Linked DNA regions of Zea mays: all the other regions are linked to region 1. Evidence: chromatin contacts called from public Hi-C data. All regions are on one chromosome and are shown on one strand. The core of a region is the stretch at or near the end of the contact, and the rest is flanking DNA. Distances in the headings are between cores, read along the strand shown.

The links. Hi-C and Micro-C count contacts between places; a contact is called where the count stands out from the background.
Region 2: a contact with region 1 is called in a Hi-C map of leaf, with 4 times the contacts expected there. The contact joins the promoter of LOC100191839 here to the promoter of LOC100272422 in region 1. A contact is called at or near these places in 3 of 25 Hi-C or Micro-C datasets (ear, leaf and tassel).
Region 3: a Hi-C map of leaf shows a contact between it and region 1, with 5 times the contacts expected there. The contact joins the promoter of LOC103626595 here to the promoter of LOC100272422 in region 1. A contact is called at or near these places in 2 of 25 Hi-C or Micro-C datasets (ear and leaf).

Annotation. Positions count from the first base shown.
Region 1 is chr5:79,182,345-79,185,377 of Zm-B73-REFERENCE-NAM-5.0, forward strand. LOC100272422 reads left to right here and starts at 1,488. Exons shown (of 3, transcript NM_001359615.1): 1 at 1,488-3,033. The coding sequence starts at 1,579.
Region 2 is chr5:79,344,496-79,347,528 of Zm-B73-REFERENCE-NAM-5.0, forward strand. LOC100191839 reads left to right here and starts at 1,480. Exons shown (of 4, transcript NM_001158370.2): 1 at 1,480-2,039. The coding sequence starts at 1,749.
Region 3 is chr5:79,029,427-79,032,459 of Zm-B73-REFERENCE-NAM-5.0, forward strand. LOC103626595 reads left to right here and starts at 1,610. Exons shown (of 8, transcript XM_020538423.3): 1 at 1,610-1,960; 2 at 2,105-2,210. The coding sequence starts at 2,160. LOC100193851 reads left to right here. Exons shown (of 21, transcript NM_001350703.1): 20 at 96-149; 21 at 243-992. The coding sequence ends at 558.

The DNA of each region.
Region 1 (3,033 bases), core at 238-2,737:
TGTATATATATGTGTGGATGGGGCCTCTATATGGGATTTCACGCTGGACCCCTAAAAATTCAAGAATGACCCTAGGTATGTACCTTAGTTTTTGACCCGTAATAATCTACGGGTCGGATACAGATCCTATTTTTTTATCCAAAACCCATTTTAGCCCGAAAAAACCCGACTCGGCGCGTTCAACAAGGAGGCATAGACCAACCCGACTCGACACTATGCACCGGCTAGACGCGGGTCGTGCCAAACGACCCACGATTCGAACCCAACACGATCGACGTTTGAGCAAGTCTATTACCGAGTATTTCAAGGTCAAAGATTTTTGAACTATTTTGGTTGGCAACTATCGAACTTTTGATGAAAATCGTAAGTCTAATATCTGAAACTTTCTTAGGTCGTTTGAACATGTTATCATAAGACTTGCTTGGAGACGAGTATTTTTAAGCAGCATAAGAGCAAGTGTTATAAGGTGATGCACGTGTGGTGTAACAAATCTCCAAAAATATCACATATGGTGAAAAGTATGTACTGCTAGAAAGATATACTCTCTATAATGTATAGTATCATACTTATGTGTTTATACTAGTTAGTTGGTTTGATGTTGTGTCTATAAGAATGGATCAAAACATTATTTTTTGTGCTATAATCTAAAAGTGCAGAAGCAACATCTTACTTAAGATACTTCTCTTTCCTCCTTTCTATTAAAGGCCTTGCCACTTTAGCAAAAAAAAAACACACGTAACATCTTATTAATGGATATGATACTATCCATTAAGAATAGCCTTACAGTCAAGTTAAAAGTGAGTTGCTCACGGACTTTAAAACACTTTGTAGGAATCAAATATAGATTAAGTATTAAATATATATTACTCCCTTTATTTTAAATTAAATTATGTTTTACATTTTTAATAGATTCATACAATAATTAATATATGTATTGTATATAGATATCTAGGTTTATAATTATCTATATTCATCATATTCATATTTGGACATAAAAATCCAGAGCGAAAGTTTGGGTACGATACTTTAAATTGAATAAAGTTTGAGTTAAACTTATAAATTTTTTTATTACAAATAATTATTTTATTATTTAATTTTGGAACTTAATGTTTATATACACTGATTTACCTTAACAAATACTTTTATAAAAATATAAATGTATCAAGAGTTTATTTGTATTTTATCAAATAACATCGATCAAAGTTATATTTAGAAGATTGTGTCGTTATTCTAAATGATAACTAATAGGATACCAGAGAGAGTACTATTTTAAGACAGAGAGACTGTATGACTAACTTTCAGTTGTTTATGACAGCATCTTAAAATTCAAAACACAAACAAACAAATTAGTTCGGTCGGTTCGGTCCAAATGGCCAAGTCGCAACTTGGTGGCATATGGCAATTGGCAAGGCCCGGTTCGGTCGGGCCCTGCCTCCGTCCGATTTGATAAGCCGCAGAGTTTCCCACTGTTCGAGCTCCGCCCGCCCGTTCTAAAACCCTAGATCTCTCTCCCCTCACCCCCGTCCCTCGACCCGCCGCCGAGTCGCCGGAGGAGGCGGGGGCCTCGCCGCAGAAGCCATGTACCTCTACAGCCTGACGCTACAGCGCGCGACGGGCGCGGTGTGCGCCGTCATCGGCAGCTTCAGCGGGCGGGACTCGAAGAAGTCCGCCGCCTCCGGGTCCGGCTCCACGCAAGAGATCGCCGTGGCCCGGGGCAGCACGCTCGACCTCCTCCGCCCGGACCCGGAGACGGGCCGCCTCCGCACGCTCCTCTCCGTCGACGTCTTCGGCGCCATCCGCTCGCTCGCGCAGTTCCGCCTCACCGGCGCCAACAAGGATTACCTCGTCGTCGGCTCCGACTCGGGCCGCCTCGTCATCCTCGAGTACTCCCCCGACCGCAACCGCCTCGACAAGGTCCACCAGGAGACCTTTGGCAAGTCGGGCTGCCGCCGTATCGTCCCCGGCCAGCTCCTCGCCGTCGACCCAAAGGGCCGCGCGCTCTGCATCGCCGCGCTCGAGAAGCAGAAGCTCGTCTACGTCCTCAATCGCGACGCCGCCGCGCGCCTCACCATCTCGTCCCCGCTCGAGGCGCACAAGTCCAACACTCTCACCTTCGCCCTCGCCGCGCTCGACTGTGGGTTCGACAACCCCGTCTTCGCCGCCATCGAGCTCGAGTACGCCGAGTCTGACCGCGACCCCACGGGGCAGGCCGCCAACCAGGCGCAGAAGCTCCTCACCTTCTACGAGCTTGACCTGGGGCTCAACCATGTCTCCCGCAAGGTCTCTGAGCCGATTGATAATGGTGCCAATCTTCTCGTGACTGTACCGGGTGGTGGTGACGGTCCCAGCGGTGTTCTCGTGTGCTGTGATAACTTCGTGCTGTACCGGAACCAGGGCCACCCAGAGATTCGTGCTGTTATTCCACGCCGTGCTGACCTCCCTGCTGAGCGTGGCGTCCTCATTGTCGCAGCCGCCACACACAAACAAAAGAGTATGTTCTTCTTCCTGCTACAGACTGAGTATGGTGACATATTCAAGGTTGACCTCGATCATAATGGGGATGCTGTTAGTGAGCTCAGGATCAAGTACTTTGACACCATACCAGTGACATCGGCTGTCTGTGTGCTGCGCTCCGGTTTCCTCTTTGCTGCTTCTGAGTTTGGCAACCATGCACTTTACCAGTTCCGTGATATTGGTAGAGAAGCCGATGTTGAGTCATCTTCTGCAACACTGATGGAGACAGAGGAGGGATTCCAGCCAGTTTTCTTTCAGCCAAGGGCACTGAAGAACCTCATGCGCATAGATGAGATTGAGAGCCTCATGCCAGTCATGGACATGCGTGTCGCGAATTTATTCGATGAGGAAACACCCCAGTTGTTCACTGCCTGTGGCCGTGGTCCACGCTCCACGTTGCGCATCCTGAGGCCTGGCCTTGCCATCAGTGAGATGGCCCGATCAATGCTGCCTGCTGAGCCTATTGCTGTGTGGACTGTCAAGAAGAACATCAATGACATGTTTGATGCTTACATTGTA
Region 2 (3,033 bases), core at 230-2,729, 160 kb after region 1:
GTTAGCTGAAATTCATTTTCCAGTGGCGCAAGATGCAGAGAGCTTGAAGAGAAACAGTTCATTGTGTTTCTAATTTTTTTCTAATTTTTTCTGATTTTCTTGAAGTATTTTCTCTCTCTCAAAAAGATTGTTTTGCCCTTGGCTTTCAAATAGTGGCAGCACTCGATTGTTACGACGTACCCAATAGTATTCATATAACCAAACCAAACCCAAGGGTGTTTATCTGACCCCGAAATATATTGTTCGCTTCTGCGACTTGCTGTAGTTTTAATTTGACTGCGGCTTATATAGTATTTTGTTTCTATATATTGTACCTGCAGCAATTCGAACAGCTGTAGTAGCTGTGGCAGGGCAGTCCATGTAAGTGTCATGTAGTATTCAATTGTCACCAGCATTTGTTGTTACCTAGTAGGCCTTAGGCTTGTTTTTTTTGCTTTTCTAGGCTATGTGGATTAGGGGGTGTTTGGTTCTGTGGACTAAAGTTTAGCCCGGGTCACATCAAGCGTTTGACTTTCAAATAGGAGTATGAAATATAGACCCAACCAACTGTACTAGATTCGTCTCACTTTTTAATCTTCGGCTGAGAAATTAGTTTTATAATCCGACTACATCTAATACCCCCAACGAAGGTTCAAATATTCGATGTGATAATGGCTAAATTTTAGCAGGGGCAAACCAAACACCCCCTTAGAAGAGATTAGAAAAAATATTATAAAAATATTTTAACTTATTTAAGATTTAAACTCTTTCAATCCCACTAAACCACATGAATTAAGAGCAGAGGCCCTTACAATTTTTTTATTTATTTTTTGTTTCGTATGAAACGAGGGTATCTACTACGACCAGGTGGCTCGGGTAAAAAACGACAGACTGTTGCCTGCTGCCTGCTGGGGCCGCTGCGGGCCTGCCGCTGCACTCGGTGACAAATTGGGAAAAAAATTTGCTGCAGCCGGGCTGCAAACCAGGATGTTTGCAGTCCCTCATAGAAAAGAAGATAGGGCCCACCTGCAGGTTAATAAGACAACTAAAACGTTACCTGGTGGACCTGCAGGTGGGCTCTATCTTCCTTTTTGTGAGGGGCTGCAAACATCATCGTTTGCAGCCGGGCTGCAACAAATTTTTTCCGAATTGGGAAAAAAATTTGCTGCAGCCGGGCTGCAAACCAGGATGTTTGCAGTCCCTCATAGAAAAGAAGATAGGGCCCACCTGCAGGTTAATAAGACAACTAAAACGTTACCTGGTGGACCTGCAGGTGGGCTCTATCTTCCTTTTTGTGAGGGGCTGCAAACATCATCGTTTGCAGCCGGGCTGCAACAAATTTTTTCCGACAAATTGACTGACCGACCGCTGCTGCCGCGCAACGTTGACCGGTCAAACGGGCCCCCATCCCTTCCCGCTCGGCCGCTCCTATCCATCTCTTTCTCTGTATCTATCTGGTACCAGGCACCAGCCAGCCATTGACCCACTCACCCACCCACCCGCGCGCCGTCGGCGTCGCCATCACCGTCGCACCGCGCGCTGCTCCCAGCCTCCCTTTCCCTTCCCTGGCTGCTTGGCTGGGTTAGTTGATTGACTCCCAGTAAAACGGGCAGCACTGCACGGCACGACAGAACCCACTCGGCCACTCCCGCCTCTCTCTACTATACCCAGCTACTCGCACGCAGATCCACCCACCCACCCATCGTTCCTTCCGTTCCGTCCGTCCACTTGCCGTTGCCGACCACAACCCGCTCCCGGAGGACGGCGGGATGAGGGGGCAAGCCAACGGAGTGGAGGACCGCCGGCAGCGGGGCGACGACCACGAGGCGGACAACGACGGCGAGGAGGCGGAGGAAGAGGAGGGCGACGACGAGGGCCGCCACCGGGGCCAGGGCCCGCCGCAGCAGCGGCGGCACCAGGCCCAGAGGCCGTACTCCGGCCCGCAGCAGCAGCAGCAGCCGCGCCCGCCGCCGCCGCTCGCCAGGAACGTCGGCTACGTCGGCAAGCATCGCCTCTCCGCCGCCATCGCCCGCCTCGACCAGGAGCTCCAGTCCCTCCAGGTTACTACTGCGCTCAGCTTGCTCCCCTCCCCTCCCCGCCCTCCTCTCCCTCGCACCTTTGCTCGATCAACGGCAACCGCGGTCGACTCCTTCCTAGCTCGTCCGTAGTAGAGTCAACCTGCTGCTGCCACAGCCAGGCGCGATCCAGATCTTGCCTGCCGCGTATCAAGCTGCGCGATTCTAAGCATCGAATCCGGTGCCCCGTTCGTGCCGTGTCCCGCGCATCGTATATTGCTGCTCGATTTGTTATGCGTTTTTTTTTGTGCCTCTATGCAAGCAAGCAGAAGGAGGGGAATACCTTGCTGGCTTGCTGTCTAGTGCTGCAGTGGGAAACTGTAAATGGAGGACGACCCAGGTAGCGGTGGAGGCAAAACACTTTATTCACCTATATATATCTTTACTGTATGAAGTGCAGGAAGCCGATTGTGAAGCTACCACAAAAAAAAAAGTCAGCAAGATATGCATTAGAAAATGCTTGATATGCATGTGCGATGATACAAGATCAGCAAGCGGAAATGCTTAGAAAAAAAACTGTTCTTATCGATCCTCACTGCACCAGAGTAACTCGATTGGAAAGGAAACATTTGAAAGAAATTGCCAGTACTCGCCATTTGCACCTATCTGCTGTCACTCTGTCTACAGAAACACAGGGCCTTTTCTTCTGGATGTGGAGGGCCATCTGGAACTTGTTAGCGAGGCTTCGTCTTGTAGGGTGGTGGTTTTGATTTCCCATCATGTTCTTTGATCAGTCTGGCGTCTAGAGATATGCGGTGGTTAGATACTTTTGAATATCTGCTGTTTCTTTGCACAAGATGAGCAGAACACTAATCTAAAAAAACATTACTCTAATCAACTGATCGTTTGAGTTTAAAAGGAATATTAATGATCAATACTTGGTGCTGACTATTTGCGTTACTTGTTTAGAGATTTTTAGAGGACACGGGACATCCGAATTTATCATGTGCCAGTTTTTTTTAAAAAAAAACATCAAAAA
Region 3 (3,033 bases), core at 360-2,859, 150 kb before region 1:
AGCCCAAATGTAGCTTTGCCAGTTCTTGAAGCCAACCAGTAGCTAAAAGAACCTTCTGTTTTGTAATTTGTATTAAAGGTGCTTGATTTGTGCAGGGTGCTGCAGAGGTGGGCCGATTATGTTCTTCGTGGTGAGCACAATATGTGGAGGTAAAGATTGACCTGGAACAGCTAACAAGTAACAGAAGAGTCTGATTGTTTTTCCTCTTCGTGTTACTAACACAGTGGTTGCATCTTGTACAGAGCTCTTATCCTATACGTTGCTGCTGGAGCACTGCCAGAGGCTTTGGATACACTTCGCAAGAGCCAGCGCCCAGATACCGCAGCCATGTTCTTGCTAGCTTGCCACGAGACCTACTCACAAGCCTTATCAGAATCAGAGCCCGAGGACGACACTTCCGTGTTAGCACTGACGCCGACGCCGGAGCAGACGGAGAAGCTCCGGTTCCCTTCCAAGAATGTGGCCGACGAGGACCTGATCGCAGTCAGTGAGGTCTTCGGGCAGTACCAGCAGAAGCTGGTTCATCTCTGCATGGACGCCGAACCGACGTCTGACTGAATCGCACGCCTTGTCGCATGGCAGACTGATGCGGGCGTGGATTCTCCGTTTTTGAAGCTTATTATTATCAACAGGTTGCAAATTCCTTCCAAGTTTCTGCGAAGCTTTTTGTTCTGTCTGTTGGTAGGTACCAGACGTCCAGACATGACATCGGGACTGCTGATGTGGCAGAATCTGATGGCAGGAGGCAGGAACAGACATGCAGTGCTGTATCGTAGGTGCCAATGGTTGGCACTGTTTATACATACGTAAGCATTTGTATTTGGTACAAGCTATGTTTTTTTTTTCTTTGGTGCGCAAAGAGCGAGTGCGCAGCGAACTTCTCTTGTGGCCGAGATGAGATGAGAACAGATGCCATCGAGGCAGCAGCAGACGATATACTTACACCTGTACACCCATGACAGTTTTTGTCTGAAGATTGGTTATTATATGCTTATCTGCAAATGCATCGCTTCAGGCCCTGGAGACATCGCTGTCACTGGATCCATCGTCATTGCCGATCCGTGCAGACATTGTTTTGGAGGTCCGAAAGCTACGTTCTTGTCGCATTCAAGCCCTCCATGATTATGGATGATGGATAATGATAACAGGTGATGGATAGTGTGATTATATCTTCAAAAAAAAAAACGTGAAATCCCTGTCGATGTAGGCCCCAATCGCCCAAAGACCCATAAGGCCATAACACAGCTAGCTATTAACTATTTATTGGTGATGATAATGTTTTGGATAATGTGATTATCTCGTGGAAGTGAACATAGACCAGGTAGGAAAACCGGGCATTGTCTTGCCGATTTGATACATGTCAATATAGATGACCCTCTAGTTGTTACTACCTCCGTTCTCGAATATTTGTCGCCCGCTAGTTCATTTTTGAACTAAAACGCGACAAATAAAAAAGAACGGAGGGAGTATTAGCTAATGAAGAAGAAGAATCGTCTATTTTGGAAAGGAGGGGTTAAGCCAGAATCAGAGTGTCAGAAAAGATCGGATGTTCCAGCTGTCAACTGAGCTAATCAGAGAGGGGAGGGGGGGGGGGGGGGGGGGGGGGGGGGGGGGGGGATGGTAGCACGGAATCTGGTGTCCGTCCCGTAGGCCTCCACTTCCCCGTTTCGTTAAACCGGATAACACCTAGATAATCCGACGCATTACGGATACGGCATTAGCATCCCATCCCATCCCACCCCACCAACTTGGCTGTCCCCACACACACTGCTTCCTTCGTCAGGCCCTTGCCACGCTGCGCGGCGCCCTCACCTGATCGCCGTCGCCTTCCTCCTCCCTCCACGCCGCTTCGGCCCTCACCCTCGTTGAACTCGCGCGCGGAACGGTTCCCTCCCTCGTGTTCCGCTCCGGCTCCAGCTCCGTTTCCGCTTCACCTGCTCTTTCCCTCGGCTCGAGCAAGGTGAGATTCCCCCCCGCGGCCGTGCCAGCTGGATCGAACGTTTCGTCGTTGGCTACTATCCTGTCGGTGTCAATCGCCACCCGCGACTGCGCCGTTTTGTTCTACTTTCTTCTTTCGATAACCTTAGCTTGGCGTCGCTCGCAGGGAGATTTGGTTTAGGGCCGCCGGGCTGGGCACGAGCGAGAGACGGGCGTCAGGCATGCCGGGAGGGGAGGACGTCCGTAAGGTCTCGCGCCAGGACATACAGCTTGTGAGCGCCCCCCGCCTTGTTCCTTCCCTCCTCCATCTCTCTCTCTCTCTTTTTAACTTGCTTTCGATTATTTTTCCCTATATATTTGATAACCTGAATACCTGGTAGGCTCGGTGAGAAGTAAATGGCCTCGATTAGGGTTACAGATGGTTGTGCTGTTGCAACGGTTGCATGCCCTCGTTTGGGCTCTGCTTGCATACTCTAGGTCATGGGCATGTGCCAGTCCCGGTTGGTCATGATTCATGAACACGGAGCTGGAGAGGTGGATGGAGGGGGAAGGGTGTGCATGGGTAAGAGAGGGGGTGGGGAATTTATGGATGCTGCTACTGTTGGGTATCTGTAATAATGATGTGTGCTAAAGGAGAGACTCGTGCGCTTCTGTTGTCGTATGCAAAAGCAGAATGCGTACTAGTAAGAGGATGTTTGAATGCACTAGAGCTAATAGTTAAGTTGGCTAAAAATTGCTAGTGAAATTAGCTAGATTGTTTGGATGTCTTCAACTAATTTTAGCAGCTAATTATTAGCACTAGTGCATTCAAACACACCCTAAGTCCGATGAAGTTGAGCTATGAGATCTATTGAAGTTTCGGCGTACTTGTCCTGTTTTCACGTGTCCGTTTGCCTTTTTTGGATGTCGAATCTTTCGGATGAACTTTCAGTTTTCAGGTGGGGGGGGCACGTATCCGTTACTTAAGTTGACTTGTTCTTGCCAGTGTCATATGTCATAACCTCCAAATTTTTTTCACTCTCATTTTCCCTCTACCATTATCACATACAGATAGCTGCCTTGTGGTTCCTGAAATGTGCCTGCATCTGTCTATCA